3 separate regions of the Zea mays genome follow, and all the other regions are linked to region 3. A link is a contact called in public Hi-C data. All regions are on one chromosome and are shown on one strand. Each heading gives the region's core, a stretch centred on a gene start, on an enhancer-like site or on the middle of the called end of the contact. The rest is flanking DNA. Distances are from core to core; before and after follow the strand shown. Region 1 holds the start of LOC100283794. Region 2 has its middle 88 kb from the start of LOC100283794. Region 3 holds the start of LOC100193680.

Region 1 (3,095 bases), core at 82-2,581, 400 kb after region 3:
AGGTGACAGTGAGGGTACGTGCTTGATCAGCCCTGTAGGGAGACAGGGTAGTGGGGTGGCATAGTTCTCCCGGCGTCGATGAGGGAGGAGGACCAGGTCGTGCTCCTCTCAGAGGACTAGAGATGGCGATGCGATGACCGACCGTGGCGACATGACCTTGAAGTCTAGGAGGCGACGAGGGACCAGGGGAGCCAGATCCATTGAAGCCAGCACCCACCGCACCCAACAGCGACCGGAGTCGGATCCATTGAAACCCTAGGATGCAATATGTCATTACTTGAGTCATTGGGTAAACCCTAAACTTACTAGCTAAAATCGAATGTCATCTCACGTAAGGATCTTCTCGTTTTAATCTCAATCTACATAGATTGGAGGGGATTGAACGAGTTTAAATTTCGAGGTTCAAAATCCCTTCTAATCCCTCACAGTCACTGTTGACGCCGATCTAGGTGCCAAACACTAGAGATGAACCGCTGGCGGTGCTCTCTACAGAGGAGAAGACGGTCTGCGGCATAGGGATGGATGGTACGCGACACAGGGATGGACCGTCCGCGACCTAGGCGCAGGAGCGGCTCCTCCTCTGCGTACGTCTGAACGGTCCACGCTTGGGACTCGATCGGTCCGCGATGGTGCAGAGGGTCGTCTTCTTCGCAGCAGACCTAGATCTCGCCTTCCGAGAGAGACCCTGTCGAGGAGGAGAGATCCTAGGGTGTGTCTTGGCGTTGCCAGGCCACCCAAGACAACTCTAGTCGACGTAAAGCCAAAGAGAGGTGAAGATTCAATGTAGATGAAGACTAAATTAGGGCTAAACTATGGCTACTCCTAACGCATAAGGTAAAAACGAGAAGTATAGTTGATTAGATCGATTGTGGAGGTTCAGTCGGATGTAACCCTTCATCTATATAAAGGGATGAGGTCTGAACCCGTTACAAGTCGATTCACAAGTTAACCCCGCAGATTTCGCTAACAAATCTCGCTAAAAATCCGGAACTCTAACTGATTCTGTGCACGGGCGAAACGTCTAGACCGCAGACTGTCCGGTCTATAGGGTCGGACCGTCCGGTGGCACTTTAAGTGCTCAACGGTCCCCTTTAATCATCATCCAAGTGGAATAACTGAATAAGGCCTAATAAGTTTTGTGACGAGGTTGAATTAGAATATATAGCATCCTCAGCCCCATATTGAAATTTTGAGTACAGGTGTGACAATTAAGCAATCCGCTCTATTGGGAGAAGACAAAATATGTAGTGAATACTATATATGAATCCATGGTGGCGTGGCCTTGTGGCCAATCGTTATATATAGAGAGGTTTGTATGCAAGCATAGATCAAAATTGGGGAGAGGAGCGAGAGAGAACGACCGAAACAGAGAGATAATCCAGAGAGAGATGGCAAACTGTTTTGGTGACATCGTGGACAATTACAAGTTAGATACAATGCCAAGATATGTCGGCAAAACGAAGACTCGAGAAGACCGGGCACGAGAGGCCTCCTATCTCAATAATGAGAATGAAAAGTCCAAGAAGGCTAAAGAGTGCGTGTGTATAATTATATAGTGTTTTTTCTCTCTCTAATGCATACGCGTGTCTTTTATAATCGAGGACGATCTTCTATGTATATAATTTGTTAATACACTGGCATGCATATATTCAGCTATGTGAACATGCTGAAGGACTGGTACGGCAATGGAGCGTCGACGCTGTGCGTGATCTACAACCAGACGGGCGGAACCCTGCGGTACATCGACGACAAGGACTGGCTGGGCTACCCGGGGCCGACGCCCTACCCGACGGAGATCGGGAACGGGCAGTGGGCGTCCTTCCTCCACGTCCACAAAACCGGCGCCGCGTCGGGGTCCATGGCCGCCGTCGTCTACCGCGGCAAGGACGGCGGCGGCTCCGAGCGCGACTTCGCAATGGCCTGGAGCACCCCCTGGGGCGCCTCCAAGAACAGGGCCTACTGCGAGATCGGCAGCGTCGGCTCCTTCCAGTCGCAGTGGGACAAGCTCTACACCAATCTCAACAAGGCCGGGTACACCACCAACGCCAGTAGTACCCACTCGTCTATTTCTGCAGCCACTGCCAAGGGCAGCTCCCCCGACTTCAAAGCATACGTCAAGATCCCTTACAGTGCATGATGTCGGTCGATGCTGTCAAATCCGATCCATCATGGCATCGTTCTGTTTGTACTACTTCTTCCTCCAATTAATAATCGTATAGCAGCTTGAAATAATATTGCATGCATTCAAGCATGATGCAAATTAGAAATAATATACCAATAGCAGCAGCAGCAGTAGCCTCTACACTGCTGCCATTGTAATATGGAATAAGAGAGTTCTAGTGCTTTGGTCACTCGCTTGTAAGGTAATTAGTAATGTTTGAGCTAGAGTTTCTCCGGCCGAAAGTGAAAACCTTATATAACCTTGTTGGTGAGAATGATTCACAACAGTAAAGGCAATAATCTTTGGACATCTCCTCTATATGCTCGTGCTATTACTATCTTATACTCTTTTGCTACAATTGTGGTGTACTTGTCGTTGTGAAACACCCACATTTCATAATCTACCACGAAACCATTTTGACATATATAGGTGTTGTTAACTCATTGTGATGTTAAATAACTTTGCATTTTGATAGTTGTTGCATGGACACCAGATCTTATTGATAGTCGACAAAGAAATGGCATGACTGATAAAATTGTTAGTCTTAGCAATCCATTTAACTCAGTGAGCATAACTTTTATTCCAACCATCATACGTCCACAGGTGATCCTTTGCCATATTTGAGGCTTTAAAACAATGCAAGTTATGCAATGATGAGCGTTATAAACATTTTCTATAGGTAAGAATATTATTCTAAACCCACATGAGTCATCAACATAGCGCAGATTTATAACGAGCTTATAGGGTTCGAACGAAATTTCAACAACATAACCTACATCAACTGCCTAGAAAAAACATCTTCGGTGGGCAGTTGGCTTAACGCAGCCAATCTTTTCAAGTGGCTTACTTTAGACAACAACCTAATAAAAATTATCTTTCCAGCCCAAACGGTTCTAAATGCTCCGCTTACAAAGATGGTGATTTTTATGACCAC
Region 2 (3,123 bases), core at 252-2,751, 490 kb after region 3:
CCGTGCTCAACTTTGGAGCACTAAAACCTGTGATCTATGCGTTTTTGGCCTTGGATTGCTGCAAAAACTTGAAGAGCAACAGTTAGTGAGCAAGTTAACTGTAGCAAGTTGTGCTTGGTATTGTACAAGAATTGGAGTAAAGTGCTCTAAAACTCTGGCTGTCAGACTGTTACAATCTGTGTCAGTTTCAGCCAACTGAAAGTGGGTTTTAAGAGTATGTGCTTGACTTTGGAGCCCTATAGCTTGTGATTCATGTACTTTTGGCTTGGGGATGTTATATCAAACATAGAGAGCTATATATGGTGAACAAGTTCGGTGTGTTAGTGTTGGCCTGTCCTTATCTAGAAGTGTGAGAACAAGGGCCCTGAACTTTGGACTGCAGTCGACCTTATGAAGTTGAAAACTGAGTGGCAAATATCTGAGAAAGATCTCAGTCCACTACCCTTTTTCCAGGTGGTTCTGGGTAAATTGCCGATAAGCACAGCTCTACCTTGGGGAGGGGGTAACCTGAGATTGTTCACAGCCCAAGGATAGGACTGGGGATCCTGTGATTCAGCTGCCTGCCCTACTTGATGGTGTGCTGACCCAGTGATATTGGTCACCCCTGCTGCCTCCTTGTGCTTTGCCCTTACGTGGTGGTCATGCGGTAGAGTTGTGGAACGTGCTAGCTTGTGTTTTCACCTGTGTTAAGTCCCAGCAAAGCCACAGGTAGCCTGCTACTTTATGGTGCCTTGCCATGGCTGTTTGAAGCAAAAACTGAGCCTTGCTATGTTCCCGTTGCTCCCATGGTCTGCTCACCGTGCCTAACCTTTCCTCTACTCCTAGGTTAAACCATCAGCCTCACCGGCCAGTCCTCTTGTTGCTTTGTTAAGGCCTGAACACGAACTTCTTTCTGAAAGTAATTGACCACGCTGGCCCTTTTGACCCCCTCATCGAGGCCGGCTCATCTCGAGGTATCCCTCGGTCAATACGTGTATGTTCCGTGATCACCATGTGTCCGAGATGCTCTCTGATCTTTCCATTTGAAATCTACCTGCCATATTTGATCAGAACGAGGGTTCGCCGTCTCTAGTCATCACCGTGAGTCACCTTCTCATCGACCGACCAACCTGGATTTTCTCTGTCCATATTTGCATGATCATTGTGATCTTGGAGAGTCATTGTTACTCCCAATGTGCCTCTCCTTTGAACTCTACCGCACCGGATGATTCGAGCGGGCTCATTGGACTTGGAACTCCGGTGATGCCGTGTTATTCCGAGTGCTGTTGATCGTGCTTTTGCTGGGATCTGGTTTGTAGTGATCTAGGACATGTTGTAGTGGTGGATTAAGGTCTTCCCAAGGTCCGTGTCGCCGTATCCATGCTTCTCTGGCCGCCGATGTCGTCGGCAGTGCTCTGGGGGTGTGTTTTAATAAATAGAAAGGAGTCGAGGGTTCACAGTGTAGATTCTTGATTATTTAGTTATTTTTCTATGAGAGCTTTTGTGCAAACCGTGCATCACAATCGTGGACCTCCCGAGCTGCGCGCATTTTCCTCCGTGGCTGGGCCTGTGTGGGCCGATTTCGGCCCAATTCTATTCACAGTTTTTCCTTTTCTTTTATTCTGCAACTTGGAAAATGTTCCAAATATCATAGAAATATATAAAAATTGTGAAACCAATTTTATTGACTTAATAAAATTTTTAATATTATTTTACAATTAGTTTTAGTATTTTTAAAGCCAATAATAAATTTTAGATAATTAAAATGTGCTCTTAGAATGCTTATATGAATTTTAGTAATAAAATTCAAGTTCTAAAAATTATGATTTTTTGGGGGTAAACTTATAAGGTCTATTTGAGTGGCTGGTTAAATTTTGAACCTGTTTTTAATTTTTTTGCTAAGGAACCTGATGCTAGCTAAAAGTAGAGTTTTAATCCTTAATGCTTAGTATAAGTATATGTTTAAAAGGGGTTAGACAATGTAGTTTGTTGGTATGAAAGGTTTTGTAAGTTCAAATATGTTTAGCTCTCTGGTTTTTCATAGTAGATTCAGTTTGGTTGCTTTCATCAAATCTTATGTTATGTAGATTTATATATACTTGTCTTATGCTTCTTTTAGTGGTATCTATGCTTCCCCATCTCTCCCTTGTGAGAGTTTGCATTTCATGTCATTACATACGCATTCATGTAATTGTAATTGACTTGTAGAACACCTAGAAGAAGTGGAAGTTGAAGTGGAATAGGAATCAGCTCCTCAATCTGAAGGTCCTTCTAAGGGTCCTCCTGAAGGTGCTCATGTGGGCTTCATAGCTAGGTGCGATATTTTGGTAGAAGAGCCTGACTCTCCTCCTCAAGAATGCAAGAGTTGAGTGATTAAACCTTTGTTGCATGACTTCTCCTTGGAATATTGATTACCATCCTTGACACCAATTTTACAAAGTTTATAAATGCTTAGTTATGGTTATAGATTATGAACAAAAATGTTTTGAACTATGAATCATGTTCTACAAAAGAAAAAGGGTTTGGATGATGAAGGTATCATAGGCTTTGATGAATTCATCATTCAAGCATGGTAACTTTTATAGGTACATGTTTTGAGAAATAGTTTAAAATGAGACCGCACGTTGAGCTGTAAAATTCGCCCGTCTGTGTCATTTAAGGACCGCTCCGATTGTTGGCCTGTTGATCTAGAACCTTTTAGCTGGTCACATGTCTCATCATGGGTAAGCTTTGTCTCGTCTAGACCAATACTAGAAAGGCTGGCCCAAACTAGGGTGGAGAGATGGCGATAGTATCGTGTATCCACCTGGCAAGACGTTGGATGGTGGGGTACTGTTTTCTTAGGTGGCAGGGACCAGTTCTGGTCTTAAGAAACCCAAGTGCGGGTTGACATATGTAGGGGTTAAGTTCTACATATGTCTTGTGGATGGAGATCACCAGCTGGGTATTAATCAATTCGAATCACCGTTACTTCTTGAATATGAAGACTAGATCTTCGACCCTCATCGTAGTAAAAAGTATAACCAAGTTTTGAATAATAGAAAGCTAGTGTAGACCAAGTGAATGAACTAGATTAGATGAATCTAGATCCAGGAAATAACTTAACTGGTGAAATAAAATTTGGCTTAAGGATCAAGTAATAGT
Region 3 (3,135 bases), core at 624-3,123:
TGTGGATTCCTCAGTCATGTATAGATGCTGGATCCTCAGTATGAACGGAAGGTAGCGTATGATTGTCACGTGGATGTTGAGCTGCCTCTTCTGTCCATCACCAGAGTCTACCTCCATGAACCTAGACGATTTACACTTCGGACAGTACTTTGCCTCCACGTATTCTTTCAGAATTGACATGCAGCCCTTCAAAAAAGCATGTATCTACTTATACATCATCTTAAATGCACGAAAGAGTTTTTTTGCCTCATACATGCTCTTTGGCAGATCACGGTCCTCTAAAAGTAGGCTACCAATAACTGTCAACAAACCATCGAAGGCATCTCGACTAATGTTGTACTACGACTTGAGCGCCATTATATGTCCAATGGCATCCAGTTGAGAAACCTTTGTCTTACCATGAAGGAGTTTCTGTGTTGCGTCAAACATGTCATAGAACGCCTTTACAGTCGCCTCTGGCTCATCTGCCATACGTCCTTCGGCGAACCATGTCTCGTGATAGTCGTTCAACATGTCTGCTACTCTGACATCAGCATCACAATCCTCGACGCGTTCTCTCACCACCTCCTCTCTCGTACGATGCGCTTCACCATGAAAGATCCACCAAGTATAGTCCGGAGTAAATCCATTCTTCAAATATGTTCTACCATGACCTTCTTTTTTTTCCTGTTGGCACATTTGCTGCACGGACATGGGACTAGACTCACTCCTTTAGCAGCTTCGCCAAATGTTCGTTCCACGAAAGCATCAATCTTTCTAATCCATTCAGGGGTGACATCATTCCTTCCTACTCGTCCCATGTACATCTACTCACGGTCCTCCATCCTCTAACATATATAACCGAGTGTAGTTTAATATAAACATGTAATGCATGTACACTACGTTTGTACCTTCTAATAGGTGAGGATATGTCCTAATCCCACCCGCGGTTGCGTAGATGGGGTTAGTTTCCCTGCTCTACCCCGATCCGAGACAAAATTTCGGCAGCACCTCCCCACTGTTCACCGGAGATACGTCCTGGCAGGGAGCGCACTGTTTGGAGAATAACAGGGAGGTGACGCTGTTCAGAGAATAACAGGGAGGTGACGCTGAAACTTCTGTCTCGGACCAAAGTACAGCATGGAAATTAATCTTGTCTATGCAACTGCGGGCTGTCCAAAAAACGTGGACAATTCGAAATAGATACATTTGTAGATATGCAAAGATCTACATATCTACATCGTATCTCTTTCGAACGGGAGACGCATTGGGTTACATGATCTACGACAATGATGCAGAAACAGAGGTTATATCTAGGGTGGCGGTGGATTCAGGCTAGCGGGATTATGCTAGGTCGGTGCAGTGGCGATGCGATGCGGTGCAGGCAAACCCGCAACGGCTAGGAAGACCTCTACAAAAAAATAAACAAGCATGTCAACAAAAAAATTCGGCAACACTACCTCTGCACGGGGAGGTTTCCAAAACGTGCAAATAAAAGTAATAGGATGACAGTTGACATCCACACATATACAACAAACGACACGATGGCCATCAATCACATATATATTATTAATCGGTGCAGAAGAATATATCCAACCACATCAACTACTTGAATTAATTAAGGTACAAAGTAAAATAAAAAACTTTTCATTTGAGCACATTTGTTGATACGGATAGACCAAAGTCTTATGCTACAAATGTAACCTAATTTGTACTAATTTCCTATATATTAAAGCCGGAAGGAAACGTGGCCTGATATGCGTCCACGTCATCCTTTTTACTCTCAGCCATACGATTCAGATCCAATGGACGCGAGCTATCCTCCTCCTTCCACCTGTCTCCGCACAAAAGAAAAAAAATTCTTGGGTCTCCACGCTACCAGAGCCTTCCAGGCGAAGACGACATCGGGAGATTTGCGCTCTCTCTTGCTATGGCGCTTCCTCCCCCTCTGAGATGTGCTTGCGCTGGCGCCACGCCCGCGTGAATGGCCTCGCCGCCGCTTCTCGCGCTCGCACGTGCTACTGTGTCTGCGCGCCTCTCCCTGCGTTCAAGCACGCCGCCTCTTCTCCCACCCCGTCGCCCCTGCGCCGTGGTGGCTCCCGTGGTCGCACTCGCATCTCTCTCGCCGCAGCGCTTTCTCTCCTCCCGAGATCCCTCTCCTCGTGCTCGCCGCCACGCCCGGGTGAACGCCCTCGCTGCCGCTTCTTGCACTCCCCGCGCGCCTCTCCTCGCTTTCGCCCAAGCCGCCTCCTCTCCCTCTCCGTCGCCCATAATCAAGCGAGACTGCGTGCAGGGGTGCATGCTGCACGCGGTGGCGACGAGCTACGGCACGACCGCGACGTCGCGAATGACTCCGAGTTCCGTTCGTGGGGTGCAGGCTCACCGGCTCCGCATGCTGTAATTGGGCAAAGCGTGGGGACGCTACGCTCGGGTGGTCTACTTCAATCTTAGCGCCCAGCGACATCGTCGTGCACCAGGGCTGGAGCGACTAGGCGACCGGTCCAGAACGAAGTGAGTAGCGCTTCCTTCTCTCTTGTACAGTTGTACCATTCCATCCTGTGTGTTACCTTCACTGTAGCTGTCAACTTGGTGAAGGTGATGATGAGATTCTAAGAAGTAGGTACGTGCTTGCCTAGCAGGTCAGCCTCATCGAACGGTCTTCAACTACTGGCAAATGCAACGCCGTTAGTTGCCGCATGTGACTACTCGCAAATCAGATGGTAAACACGAGTAAATTAAATAGTAGGATTACTTTACGGCATGTATAAATAGCACATAGTGCATGACGAGGTGCAGCAGTAGCAGCATGATGCCAACAACTGCACTCTGGTTTCTTATTTTCCAGCTGGATCTTGCACGCACATCTAATTTGTCTTTTTTTTGGCTGGAATTTCCTTCCTGTCTATACATGTAGTATGTCGATTATGTTGTCTTCCTATTTTTTATTTACTACTAATAGTTGTATCACAGAAGTCCCATTCTTCTCTACTCCTTTATCTAATTTACTGTTTTTTTGTCTTAGTTGATCCAATTAGACCATTTTGTTATGTGTATATGCAATGATTCTATCTCTTTTAGGATTATGTAATGCTAGGAACTGATGTTACATTTTTTGCCAACTTCTAATTGTGTTCTTGGTTATGGATTTATGGTGGA

The links. A called contact is a pair of places that touch in the nucleus more often than the background predicts.
Region 1: a Hi-C map of ear shows a contact between it and region 3, with 1.9 times the contacts expected there. The contact joins the promoter of LOC100283794 here to the promoter of LOC100193680 in region 3. A contact is called at or near these places in 6 of 25 Hi-C or Micro-C datasets (ear, leaf and tassel).
Region 2: a Hi-C map of leaf shows a contact between it and region 3, with 5 times the contacts expected there. The contact joins the enhancer-like site here to the promoter of LOC100193680 in region 3. A contact is called at or near these places in 3 of 25 Hi-C or Micro-C datasets (ear, leaf and tassel).

Annotation. Positions count from the first base shown.
Region 1 is chr3:133,142,178-133,145,272 of Zm-B73-REFERENCE-NAM-5.0, reverse strand. LOC100283794 reads left to right here and starts at 1,331. Exons shown (of 2, transcript NM_001369886.1): 1 at 1,331-1,534; 2 at 1,654-2,396. The coding sequence starts at 1,389. The coding sequence ends at 2,137.
Region 2 is chr3:133,054,214-133,057,336 of Zm-B73-REFERENCE-NAM-5.0, reverse strand. No RefSeq gene overlaps it. Among protein-coding and RNA genes, the nearest start is that of LOC100283794, 88 kb to the left of the region's middle. Within about 2 kb of position 1,501, at least 8 of the 20 cell types and tissues checked have an H3K27ac peak or open chromatin away from gene starts, as enhancers often do. A contact at or near this core is called in ear and leaf, where this site is marked.
Region 3 is chr3:133,541,701-133,544,835 of Zm-B73-REFERENCE-NAM-5.0, reverse strand. LOC100193680 reads left to right here and starts at 1,873. Exons shown (of 2, transcript NM_001175465.1): 1 at 1,873-2,490. The coding sequence starts at 1,933. The coding sequence ends at 2,430. The region is part of intron 1 of LOC109944838 (a long non-coding RNA gene); the gene reads right to left.